Linked DNA regions of Anas platyrhynchos: region 1 is linked to region 2. Evidence: chromatin contacts called from public Hi-C data. All regions are on one chromosome and are shown on one strand. Each heading gives the region's core, a stretch centred on a gene start, on an enhancer-like site or on the middle of the called end of the contact. The rest is flanking DNA. Distances are from core to core; before and after follow the strand shown.

What was found. Hi-C and Micro-C count contacts between places; a contact is called where the count stands out from the background.
Region 1: a contact with region 2 is called in a Hi-C map of skeletal muscle, with 2.0 times the contacts expected there. The contact joins two enhancer-like sites. A contact is called at or near these places in 2 of 8 Hi-C or Micro-C datasets (liver and skeletal muscle).

The regions. Positions count from the first base shown.
Region 1 is chr20:1,009,748-1,016,807 of IASCAAS_PekinDuck_T2T, reverse strand. It overlaps KSR1 (kinase suppressor of ras 1), which reads left to right. Exons shown (of 19, transcript XM_027472475.3): 19 at 238-3,149. The coding sequence ends at 316. It also overlaps a transcript of NOS2 not described here. Among named protein-coding and RNA genes, the nearest start is that of NOS2, 22 kb to the right of the region's middle. Within about 2 kb of position 4,552, at least 2 of the 8 cell types and tissues checked have an H3K27ac peak or open chromatin away from gene starts, as enhancers often do.
Region 2 is chr20:958,823-965,428 of IASCAAS_PekinDuck_T2T, reverse strand. The region is part of intron 2 of LYRM9 (LYR motif containing 9); the gene reads right to left. Among named protein-coding and RNA genes, the nearest start is that of LYRM9, 25 kb to the right of the region's middle. Within about 2 kb of position 4,933, at least 2 of the 8 cell types and tissues checked have an H3K27ac peak or open chromatin away from gene starts, as enhancers often do.

The DNA of each region.
Region 1 (7,060 bases), core at 3,303-5,802, 52 kb before region 2:
AAATCTCCTACTTCTCCCATTTGAGTTGTATTTTTTCACTAATGAGGTTAGCATAAGAAAGTTCACATGTTTGCTGCTTAAGTTCTTAAAACTCTTTGCTGGATGATCTGAAGTTGTATGAGACCAGAATCCAACCCATTTAAATTTCTGTTTATATGACTGTAGCTTTACAGGGGGAAAACCAACAACGAAACAAAAATAAACAACTCTTTCCCTTTACCTCCTCCCTCTTTTCAGCATTAACAGTAGCAAGGTTGTCCTGCGTTTTGAAAGATTTGGCTTGGGAATCCTGGAACCAAGTAATCAAAAGATATAGCATGGCGTTTAATTGTCTTGTGATAATGTTGTCTACCTACTTACACAAAGCATCAGAAACCTTCACTGAATCTTCTAAGCTACGAAACTGGTGCAGCCACAGCTGAAAGCCGCACGACCATCAGTTCACAGGCCTGTGTTGTTTGAAAAGTCTGAATTCCGCCTGAGCACCAGCAGTTATTTAAAGAATGTTTACATGATACTTTTGTGTGAACTATATTTTTTAAAACATAATAAACGGTGAATCAAGCTTAACTACAGCCATTCAAATAGCACTGAAAAGAAACCAACCTATTTCTAGTTCCTTCTTGCGTCTGCAGTGTAAATAAGAGCTGTCTTCTGCCTTCAAAGCATTTGTTCTCCCTAAGACGGGTGGAAGTGGCTTCTTTCAGAACAGCTATGCAGCTCATAAAATTAAAACATAATTTAAAATTATGTTTTCCTTTCACTAAGGCAAAACTGATCCATCGCATTATGATTTTGCCAAACTGATTATTCAGTTTGTGATTACTCCGTGATTTGTTTCAGCAGGGTTGGTCCAAGCTCTGGGTTACCTTGGTTTAAGTTACACTAATACAAATCTACTTCTTATAGGGGAGTTTGTTATCGCCCCCCAGAGCAGGGTGCTGACATGCTGCCAAGATCGGGTTTAGCTCCATGCACACGGGGAAGGCAAGCTCCCAGCTGCCAAATTCCTCTTCCACAGTTTCAGGCACAGCAAATTCTAGTCCCCTGACCTAACAGTGTTGTTGGAAACATAACGCTGCTCAGCCAGACTAGATGCTTACTGGCCCAATCACCACCCCATCTGCAGAACAAGTGATATTTTCCAGAGCTCCAGGGAGAGGCAAGAAAGACAAGAATAAAAGCTATCCATTTCTCTCCCCTGTGCCCTCTCTAACTGGCTCCTAGAGGCGGACACATAAGTTTGCGAGCTGTTGGTTTTAAGGCATTTAGGACTCAACAGTAGTTTTGGGAAAAGCTAAGCACAACAAAAACCTTACAATGCAACAGCTCAGACTTGTTTCAAAAGTTAATTTTAAGACATAAAACAAAACACATGCTCCATTGTGTAATATGCAGCTTATGAAGGACACATTATTACTGCATTTAAGGAGACCAATGCATTACCCCACTTAACACTAGTACATTACACACCTCCTCTATACTGTTCACCGTCATTACAAGGATTGGAAATGAGGATCGCAGGGAGAAGAGCTCTGGAGTCCTCCATAAAGCATGCAAAGGGGCAGGCCCTCAATTTGGCTACTTCACAGATGGCTAACTTTCATAGAAAATTAAGTGGCAAAAGACTTCTAAGTCCCGTTGAGCAGAGAGCTTCACTCCTGCTACATGCGTAACCCAGTTATATTCTCTTAGAAATATTGTGCTACAGTGACTGACTTTTAAGATGTGTCTCAAATTAAAACAAAATTTGGTGGTAGCCAGGTGTGGCATTGTGGTACTCGACCTCCTTCCTCCCTCCCACTTTGTAAAGCAAGTAACCCCCCTCCATGCACCCTGTGCATCTAACCCACACCACCTGCTTCTCGTCAGGATTTGCTGTTTGCTCTCTCACAATAACACTGTGTCACAGGCTTAAACAGAGGTTGTTTTCCCAGCAACTGCTGCTGAAGCAACAACAGCACCATACCCCCAAAAGTGGGGAGGAGCGCGTGGCGTAGTGATGCTGAGAGGCAGACCCCCAGGCCGAAGCCCTCCCTTGGTTGCAGCAGCCCAGCTCCCAAACCCTCAGCCTTTCCTCAGCCTGTCCTCGCCTGCTCAGCGGTGGTAACGCTGCTGCGGCCACGTGCAAGCACAATGCTGAGCAAGCAATGTATTCTTATCGCTCTTAATAAGGTGACTGGCTGGACGGACAGCTTAAAACAAAACAATAGTATTGAAAAACACAGAAAATTTGTTTCTCCTATGACTGCCTGCAGGTGTAGTTCAAGAGCAGCTCTGGTCCCCTGCTTTCAGGATGGCCACTTGCCTAAAACCTCACGTCCCTTCATGCTGCGTTTTGAGGCGTGCAGAACACCAACGGGAGGCTTATCCCCGCACACCGGCCGAGCAGTGCCTGGTGGTGGGAATCCTGTCCTGCTGCTCCAGGGAAGGGTTTCAAAATACGTCTTTAAATCCTGAGATTTGAGATCCCAATTCAACCCTTCCTTGGATTTGCGTTCAACTCCCATGTTGCCCTTGAAAGCAAAACCCAGCCTCCTGAACCCAGTTATTTCAGAGAGCAGGGACCGATTACTGTCTCTGGGATAATATTTGTTTTAATCAGCTGGTGTGATACACACAGAAGTCAAACAAAACCAGTGGAGTTGTACAGCTGTGAAGTCAAGCTCTTATCCCTTACTATGTTGCAAACCAAGCGACAGTCATTCGGTCTCGGTCGCATTGTACTGTCCCGTGTGCTGTCTCCTCGTGTGCTGGTGTAAGGGCGTGAAGCACGGTAAGCCTGTACCATTGTAGAGTTGTAAATGTGAAGCTGGCTGTACAATGCTGCTACAATAGCCACATGTCAGTAGTGAATGTAAATGGAGTCTGTAATATGGTGAAAATGGACACGTTTTCTTTTCAAATGTGATGTAAACTTTGTACAGTAAAAGAATTTTTTTTATATTTTCTATCAACTGAGTGTCTTCCAGAATTGCTATTAAATTAATTAAAAATTGTTAGTATTAATAACAGTTTCTGTATTAGTTTATGCAACCAGCAAAAAAAAAAAAAAAGACAAAGTGCACTCTATGCTAATAAAATTCTGGGTATGTAGGAATCTCTTCAGTGAATAAATCTTTGCTCTGGATAAAGCAAGCATTACAGAATTGTGGTTTGAGCTTTTTCTCCCCGTTGCCTTGTACCTTCCTGCCCTGCCAAGCCCTGTGGAGGTGGGTGGCAGCCAGGGCCGGGGCTGGGTGAGCCCTGGAGGTCCCCGCGCTGTCCCGTGAGCCCAACGCTGAGCCCTGCCCCAGCAAGGCAGGCTGGCCATGGAGCCAAGGGGCACCCCCAGCCCCTGTCCCACCTGAAGCCCCCTGACCCTTGTCCTTGTGAGCTCGGCTAAGCAACAAACACCCCGGCTTTGGGACACCCCATTCCCCAGCGTGATCCCCGGTGGGCTATGGGGTAACGTGCTGGCTGCCGGGAGGTGGGCACCCTGAGCACACCGCTCCCTGCAGCAGGACTGACAAACCTTCCTTTCCTGGTGTTACTGTAACCCTCCAAAACCCCAGCCAGGGAAAAGTACAAAACAGTGTTAGAGCCTATGAGGGCAAGGGCTACAGAGAGGAGCACTACGTGGTGAGCTGCGATAAGTTATCCTGTGAGCTGAGACAGGAGAGCCTGCAAAGCATCGCACAGACCGTGCCCTCCTCAGTTTCACTTTCTGGAGGAATTGACCCAAAAGCCCTGCTGTGTGTGGGGCGGGAAGCAGCAGAAGCAGCGTTTGCACCGTTGGGGTTACGCTCCCATCAACCAGGAAGAAAGAAGTGCTGGGCAGGCTCCCTGGCTCCCTGCAGGCTGTGGCGGCAGTGGTGCTGCCTGCTGTCCATGTGCACCCCGACCTTTTCCCCCTCTGGAGCTCCCGGCCTCAGCCCTGGCTCGCTGGGGGAAGCGGCAGTGCCAGGGACACCTGCCCTGCTCGGGGCTGGGCACGGCAATGCGTTAATTACTCCCTGGGCCGTTGTGCTGCTGCCAAACAGCTTTACACCAAAAATAACGGCAGCATTGCCCTGTCCTGCTGGGAGAAGGCCCGCACGTTTTAGGAGCACAATTTCACGTTTCATCCACTTTATCCAGATCTTTCATGTGCAAGCAGTAAAAATCCAAGAATCTGTTTTCTCTGAAGGACAACAAAAGCTTCCTCCCCTTCTTTTTTTTCTGACGTAACCCACACTCTCACCTCAACAAAGACAAATTCGAGCACAGAGACCGCTTGTGGCTCCACACAGCTGCAGTGGAGCCTTCCAATGCCTTCGAAACCTCAGCACCAGAGGGGAGCCTTTTAGCAGTGCTGCTGCTCGATCCTGGCTATTCAACGCCTCGCAGTGCAGATAAAACATCTCGGCGCAAACAAGGCCATGGTGGCTTATTCAGAAAGGGCACCAAATAACTGCCCACAGGGCATAAATAGATCGAGCTACAGATGAAGTGACTGGAGCAGGACCTAGGAGAGCTGGACACACCACCTTCACGCTCAGAGCTCAGCCTGTTCCCACACACAACAGGCAAGAGTTCAGCCCTCACCCTGCACCCAGCCCTGGCTGCCCAGCAGGGTTACTGGAGCAGAGGAGCTCCTTTGCACTCCTGAGCACACATTCAGAGAAGGGAACCTCTCTACACAGTTATAAAACAATGCAACGATTGAAAACAAAGCAAAAACCACATTTTGCCTACCTGAAGTCACTCCTCCTTCCTTGCACTGGGGTTTGTCAGCACAGCCTGCACCTCAACACTGTGCCAGCCATCTTCTTCCACTGCTCTGCCCCATGGGGCTCAGCTGTTCCTCGTTATCCTGCTTGGCAGTAGCTCATCAGTCACACCTGGCTGTCCTCCTGAGCCCCACGCCCCTGCAGCATGCAGAACAGCATGGCAAAAACTCTGTCAGGCTGGGCAGCCACTTAAACTGAAGGCACTGAAGTTATCCCAGCATTTACCCTAATGCTAGGCTTGGACTTCTGTTAGCTTTCAGCTATACAATAATGTGCTAATGGATCCCATCCACATATCACTGCTTTTGCATTTAGGAAATGCATTCGTATGGCAGAGCCCTACAGATTTATGGGGTATAGGGAAGCAAATGGTGTATCTGTACTGCAAGCCCAGTGACATACCAAACTGGCATGAGGACTGGCACTTTCAGTTTAGCTGGACCAACCTGTGGATTTGGGAAGCCGGGGAACTCTGCCAACAATCAAAAGTGGCTAGAGGACTGCAGGAAGAAAAAGGTCTGCATTTCAGTGCCATGGCATTCACCCTTTTTTGAATACTGAATACCATTAAAGCTGCCTAAGGTGGGCATTAATGTAACAGCCCGCTAATTGCTTCAGAAAGTGTTGATCTGTAATTTCTAGTTAGGTCTGAAATCGGTGAGATGCATAATCATCTCCCTAACTTATAGCCCTGAACAATTCCTCTGCTTCTAGCAGAATTACTTAAGTGCTTAAACTAATGCACGTGCTTCAATCTGTTACTGACTTGGGGCTGTAATGAACACTTTAATAACTGCAGAGCAGGCTTTTTGATCATATTTGGGATTTTAAAATATGTATTTTGTATCTGGTTTCTTAAATGAAGTTTCAGTTCTTGTGTTGGAATAGAATAATTATCCACTGACCTTAACATCTGCACTTTATCTTCCCCCTTTATTCCCCATTTATTAAAAAAAAGCAATTATACACAGCTTCAAACCAGTGCTGTAATTGAAGTTAACTTACAATTGGGCCGGTTTAAATAAATTCACAGAGTTGAAACAGATCTCTATTTTTATTCTTATTTTTAATCCTTTCCCTTAACTGCCTTAGAACCTGTCTTTTAGGGGGAGATTTCTGCAATGGTGGAATTAAGATGAAAAAGTCCCCAAGTAAAACTTGCTTCATCAACTTAGAATTTATCAATGGGAAGTCATGCAATTTCGGAACCAATACACAAACACTTGGGTCTCTTGCTCTGACCTGTCAGAGGTTTATGGGAATTTCCCCCTCTCCGAATGAAAGTGAAATATGGGCAAGCATTTGTAAAGTATTATGGTAATACTTAAAAGTAAGTGATTACGCAGAAGAAAAACATGAGATGTAAAGAAAGGATCCTAGCAAGAAAATGTACCTATTTTGTTATGTGCGTGAAAAATGGGTTGCACTGTAATGTACCTCCCAAAACAGCAAGGAACACATCGGACTTTTAAAATGCAGAACTTTTGTTTCCTGCCTTTGTGGCGTTTGAACTCCAGCACTCAGTGAGACCTGGGCTTATTGAGAACTTTCTTAATGGAAAGTGAAATTGCCTTGTTCTACTTCCATCCCACCCCAAAACTGTAGTATCAGAGAACATCTGTTAAATGAAATATGAAATAACACTCACAGTATATACTAGATGCCCATCAGGACCCCATACTTGCTATGAACCTCCTCTGTCCTTTACTGTCTGTATCTGCTGTCTGATACTTCCTGTTCTCTGCCATCACTGTCCACATTCTTTCAATTATGCTGTATTTTTCATCTTATGTTTAAGGCTGTCCTGAAGTACATGTGAAACACTGTATGTACATGACATTGTTGACTTCTGAGTGTCAGCTTCATCAGATTCTAGCTCCTGGAGACAAAGGATGACAGGAAAATCTCACCTTTAGCTTTTTAATATCATCATAAAACCCTGGTAATTTTAGAGAAAGAACTATAAGTTGTGACATAACTGCAAGGCACAGACAGAGACAAAGTCAAAAACCACAGCAAAATACATTGCTCTAATTGTTATTTTATACTCTTTAGTTCACAAGCCAATCTCACTAGGGACAGATTCACTCTTTCCAGGCAGTAACAAAAATATGTAACTAGTCTTTGGTGGTCTGTGTAATTCACGGAGACGGGCTCTTTGTGTAAGGAGGGAGTGCTGGTCGGAGCTCAAACCCACTCTAATGGTACCCAAGAACTTACCCACCTCCCCTTTTTCAGGCTGAAGACAATAGCACAAAGAAGTACATTTAAACTACACCAACTTGTTTGTCTCAACATAAAGGTGTCTT
Region 2 (6,606 bases), core at 3,684-6,183:
GAGAAGTCCTGTGCTGGGAGTGCCCCACCTGGTGTCAGAACTAACACACACCAAAGAGACAAAAGGCAGGCTGAATTTAATGTTTAAGACAGTAACTTTGATTTGGGTCTTATTACTGGATTCTAGAATACAGATCTCCAGGACCGAAATGGTTATACCACTTAGGAGAGATTCCATGGACAAAATGCAAGATGTGGTATCTCCTTTTTTTTTTTTTTTTTTTGGTTACAGGTAACTCAGAAGCAGATGCTAACTGGAGTTAATTTTCAAACGCCCCTCTCTCACCATGGTTGGGTGTAATATCATGATGTCTTCTGGGTAAGAAAACCTGAATTATTTGGCTCTTGGATTCCGTCCTCATAATCTTTACCTTCTGCCTGTTATCCTCTCCTCTCACAACTGACACGTACCAAGGATAAATCAGCACTAGCTTCCAACAGGTCAGTGATGTGCCAGAAAAACCTCTGGACAGTCCCATCTTTCTCTAGTATCCAAAACTGACAAGTGGTTTAGTGCACTTTGAGGTTCCTAGGGTGTGCCTGCTTTTGAATATTTGATATGTTCTATTAGTAAAGTAAGAGAGATGAGGTAAGACTTCACAATGGTCCCTCCTGAGAATTATTTACAGCCAAAATACGGCTTCCATTAGGTTTCATGAACAATTAGAAAACTATTCTTCCATCATGAGGACAATAAGTTGGCTCTCTACCGCTACTGCAATCCTTTCATTCTGCTTGCTTGATTCCAGTTCTGTTCTCTCGTATTTGTGTAACAAAAATCATTCATCCTCACACACCACAGGATTTCTACTGTCCAGGAAAAACAAAAACAAAACACATAAGGCAGAAAGATTTTACAAAACTTCAGAAATAGAGACCAAGAGCTGGCTTCTCAAAATGGTTTCAGTCTGACTACCCCACTTGCCAGCCCATTTTCCAAGCACACGAGATTTTCTAATTATGGCTCTGCCCTAAAAAGTTCAGCTTAAAATACAGATCAGAACTCCCCTGGGCTTAGGAATGTTCATCTCATTCTCTTCCATTCTTTTCTCTAAAATATCACTTTCTCTTTGCAATGAAACCTATGCTGGACATCAGTTCCATGCAGTTATTTGGTTTGAATTCATTTCCCTTTGGCATTTGAGTAAAATGAGGTGATTACACTCCAAGGTTTGTAAAGGGATCCCTGTATTACCCCTCCAACCAGCAGAAAGATAAACTCCAAAAAAACAGCTCCGAAAAAACAGACTGAATCCCTCCCTACCTTTCTCCCACTAAATGCAGAAGGAAGCGTTATGATACAGCGCCTATAGTTACAAGGTTAAATTAAGTAGAACGATTCCATGTCTGTGACCTCAGTTTTGCTTGGGCATACTGGGCACCTACATCATTTTATAATATTCCAGCTGATTTATTTACTTTCCAAGTGTTGAAGTCCTCATTTGCTTTTCATCCCAAATTAAACTTTTTGCAATGAGCTTAAGCAGGCAGGCTCCGGGAGCTAAGCAATTTGAGAGTAAGCTGCTGGTGTGTGCAGACCTGCAGCTCCACTGCCAATAGATACACTCAGTCCTAATCAGTTTACCCTCAGGCCACTGATTTGATACATAATCATATCAAGCTTATTAGCAAAGAGTTTGTACTTATGAAAAAAGAGAAGTTAAAGTGCACACAGCGCAGCCTGTGCATATCCCTGAGAATCGCGTCCCCAGCTGCCAGCACGGGGTCAGTCCTGGGGCTGGCTGCCAGCACTCAGAGCCGGGGGCACCCTGCAGCATGCACCTTTCACTCCACCCTCGGTATCACTCTCAGCACTGACTTCCTTCCTTCACTTCTCTGAAGTTGTTTTCTTAACAAATCTGGAACCCTTCTAATATGAACGGACCTTCAAAGAAGATTCTCCTTCAGTTTCTTGCTAGCACTCAATTCAGCCGTATCACTGTGTTCCCCTACCAGCTATCAGTGAAAATGCAAATGAAACTTCAGGAAAATCACCTTGGACAAAGCTTGCTTTATTACGCAAATGCCTTTGCTTTGCTTTCCTGTTCAGGAAATTTAGTTTCACCCAACACCTGGCTCTTTCCCCCCAACTATTTAAATAGAATTATTGAAATAATTCACCTGGTGTTTGTTATCTTTTTACTTAAACTATTTTGGGGTTACTAATTCACATCATATATTGTAATAAACATTTACTGCACAAGCATCATGCTGAATCCCCTCACTTCATTCTTCCCCTTACATTTCGTACTGCAGGTGACAAAAAAACTGAGAACAATATATTTAGACTGAGCAACGTTCCTGACACACACTGTGATTTTAAGGGATTCTGTCACAACACCATTCAATTTAGAGATGTTGATGTTTCTGTTTCAGAAGAACTGAGAAGAACAGGATTTTATGTTTTGGACCAAAATCTAGCTTCACTTCTCTTTCATAACAAGAAGTCAAGAAGTCCAGCAGCATACACGCTGACTTTCTTTGGCAGCCTTAAGGTTTTTTTAGCCATGTGAAATTGCACAGGGCAAGCAAGACCTCGGAGTTACTGGAGCTTCAGGATGTAGAGGTGTTGCAGCCAGCCATTTGTGCAGTGCATCTCTGAATCTGTTCTATTCCCGTACCCAGAGGGTCTCCCCGTGTCTCGCGGACACACCAGAACCCCACTCTGAGACGGGCCTGCTTGCCTACAGGACAGTGAGTGGCAGAGATTAAAGGATTAGACCAGCTTCATACAGCACAGCTTTGGCTCCAGCCACTGTTCTCCCTTTCCTCCTTCCTTCAGCAGCAGTTGTGGATGTTCTGTAGCACTGACATTCAGGCTTTAATAGAAAAAGTGTTTTGTTAACCTGAACGCGAGCTTATCTTTACACACAGGTTCATTTGGTTTGATCCTGGTAAGAACTGGGACAGTTCCACTGTCCTTCAGCTCCTAACCCTGTATTTCCCATATTCCCACTGAATCCCAGTTCAAGGCACACCTCAAAACATGCTTTGGGAGTAAGGCCAATTTGTTGAGTTGTTTCTAGGCTTTGAAGTCCTATCTGTCACCATGCTCTAATTAAACCTAAGTGGTGCTATAGATTTCCTGTCGCAAAAGCACGGACTCTTTATGTGTTGGGAATGCAGAGGACAGCCTGCTTCAGCATAAAGAAACTCATCTACGGGAGAGAGCAGGAAACCAAAGTCTCATAAACATACAAATATGAAATGATTAAGCTGATCGATGGAACGGAAAACGTGTTTCACTTTAGATAATTATGATTTTGCCACTGCAGTATTTTTCATAGGAACACGATGAACTGTTAAATTCAAATCACGTGACCAACACATGAAATTTCAGAAAAATTGCTTCTGCTTTCCCCCAAATGCTGGAGTTCGTAATGGATTTGAAATTTGACATTTTCACCAGTTCTAGTTATCAAACCTTCATTACAGGAAGGCCCTACACTGAAAGAAAAAGCGATCCTGAATGCTGCCGTACATCCACAGCGTCACAAATTTTACAACCTTTGGGACATGAGTTATCTTCACGGGGGAGTTTACCACCAAAACCCCGTATTTTTCTGAGCACGCAGCATCCCCGTGTTTGTACCACCCTGAGCAGGCTGTGAAGGGCGCCGTAATTCCAGGGGGCTCCACCTGCTCCCTGCAGCCGCGGCACCACCCAGGGACCCCCCCACCTCACCAGTGGCACCGAGCCACTGCTACCTTGTCGGGGTACCGGGAGCTGTGTTTCAGAGTGCTGAAATGCATTCTCTGTATCGTCACCTCAGTTACCTAAGTTGTGACAGCCACTGTTGATTGTGTACATTAAAAAAAACAAACACTATTTGGCTAATTTTTGAGTCTGGATTAAGTTCTCCTATACATTAGTCGTTTTCTTGGCGTTCTTGGAACTTTTGCTCACTTTAGGACCACCACCATCTTGCAACATTGTCATTGTAATTTCAAGAATACACTTCAGTGTATTCAGTGCCTCAGTCTGCAACTGTAGAAAGATAATTAGAACTTTTTATGTACCATAATGCTCAACTGTGAGCTCCACGTACAGCATCTAACGTGATTTCAGAGCCTACTGGCTGGAAAAGCTGTGTAAAACCCTAAAGCAGTAATACATTTGATACTTTATTAGAACCTAATACTCTTTCTTTTCCTGTCTATATGTGCATCCAGCTTCCAAGAAATCAAATCAAATTCTTCTTACGATCTGGCATATTGAAATGTCATCTGGACAGGTCTTTCTCTTTCCCTGGTTTCTTGTTTTCCCCCTTTTAACCTTTCAGAGCTGCCTCCAGCATCCTAGCTCTACTGTGCAATACAGCTCTTCTCTTCCAGATGGCATACACAGTTTTAACTGCTTTTGAAGTACTCTGTCCCACCAACTATGATTTTGCACATTCCTGTCTCAGCCAACTCCGCATCAACTAAGCATTGCCATGTTATCACAGCTGGGAGACAACCGCCTTGGGGAACTGGACTGGATCTTTCTTATCTCACTTCACTGGAAATCAGGACATGGAAAAACTGATGGCAATTTTACTAACACAGTTGTTTAATCAGAAATAATCTTACGAGGTGACCCACCATTAGGTTCTCATACAGTGCCACGGTATCTTAGCACAATTCAACACTGAATAAATCCTGAGAAGAGGTATGACTGAATTCTGTACTTGTACACCCCACGACATCACGGAATTTGCATAGTTAATTTGCCCCTCACTTTGCACAAAAAGGACAATAAGGCATAGTAAGAGTCTGCATTAATGCTTTTGTTCCAAAAAAGACTCCACAAATGTTAAAATTTTTATCTGCCATGAAAAATAAAAACCTCAACCTCACAAAATCTGGCTGTAATTGTGACTAATACTGTAAATCTCCTTGTGATAACTTAAATTTCATGCATAGTACAACAAACAAACTATCTAAACCAAGAACTGTTGAGTCAGAAACAAAATAATCCACTAATTGTGCTTTTCTGGAATGGATGACTGTATAATGCCCTAATCAGAAGGCTGAAATCACATTTGCATTTAGATAAAGCCCTGTTTAAAAAGAGACAAGTATAAAAGGAAACACTGAGACTATTGTGGCATTTCGCTGCATAGCATAATCATTTACATTCCTGATAATGATATTCAGATAGTGAAGCAAAAGCTGACCAAAGCCAATTAATCTTGCACTCTGCATTAGCACGTCTGTCAACTGACCCTGTGAATACCTGAACCCATGATACCGATACAACACTGTGCCACTACTCTCAGATATTTTTTTTTCCTGCTACTGCGACTGTTTTTCAAGCAAATCCCTATGGCTCAACATTTGCAACCTCAATCCCTCCAGAACAGTTAAACAGCCACCAAAACTGGGCTTCAGAGACTTCAAAGGTGAGTTAAAGCTTCAACTACCTGAGCTGCTGCTGTTTCAAGGTTGTTCCCCCTTGCGCTCACCCCACACACTCAGGCTGGGTGTGTGTTTCCTTACTCCTTCAGAGCATTGTGTCTTTACCATTTTAACGTGGGAATGTACGACTCTATTTCTCTCCGTTGGCTCTAAGTTACTGAGGGTGCCCGTGGTCCAAAAGCTGGTAGCAGTGTTGATGCTCTCACTGCAGATTCTGTTACCAGTTGAGCCCACTGCGTCTTCAAGGAAACCACGCTGTCTCCCCAGCTGTTAGTAGGCTTTGGTTGAACTCAATCAAAAATTTCTGAGATGTACACAGTGCATTTTGCAAAATAGGATTGAGTAATCAAACCTTGTCAAAAAACAAAAAAGGAAAAACTCTTGCAAAGCATCTATTCAGAAGTATTAGTTTAGTTTTAATTAGGAAAATGCTTCAGAATATTTACGGCTGTATGAATGCTCACAAAGCACAACAGAAGCAGCTTGTTTTGTTCTCTTTTTTCCAAAAGGTATTTTTTTGTGATTTTAGGTATCTGGAGAATTCAGTGCTGAACTTGGAACATGTACAATTATCTAAGTTGTCAAAATTATTTGTCCTCCTTGAAAATATAAATCTAAGAGCCCAATAATAGACTCTAAAAGAAAAAAGAAACTGAAAATAAATAGTGAACCTAATATTAAAGATTCATAGCCCTGCTCTGTAACCTGACTCATCATGCCATTGCTGGGCCCACTTAAAACAGCACGAATACCGATTCCAGAATTGGTGTTTGTGCAAAATGCAACGGGAAAAATGTTCTGTGCAGGGAAGTAATAATCAAGCTGCCAAAATAAGAATGAAATTGGAAGCCTCTTGAAACCTCTTTAACCACAAAACATCTTGGCTCAGGATCTGACATCAGGCCAGGACGACACCCGAGCAGACTGCTGCTACTTGCTAGGATCCTCACTCTTTTTTTTGGTCTTTGTACGTGGCTACATTAGTCTTCCCTTCCACATTTCACAGCTTCCTTGTGAAAATACATTTACAACTTCCTGCAGCAGAGTGGCAGAGCTGTCCTGCTTCAGTGAAGTAACTGCCTTCTTCTCTGGTTATTAATCCATAATGTGTTTTCTTTATTCCCTAGAAGGTCACCGGAGAGGGACTACTGCGCTGTGTTCAAGGCCAGCTCTGTGGGTTCTGCTGCCCTAGGCAAACCAGCAAACG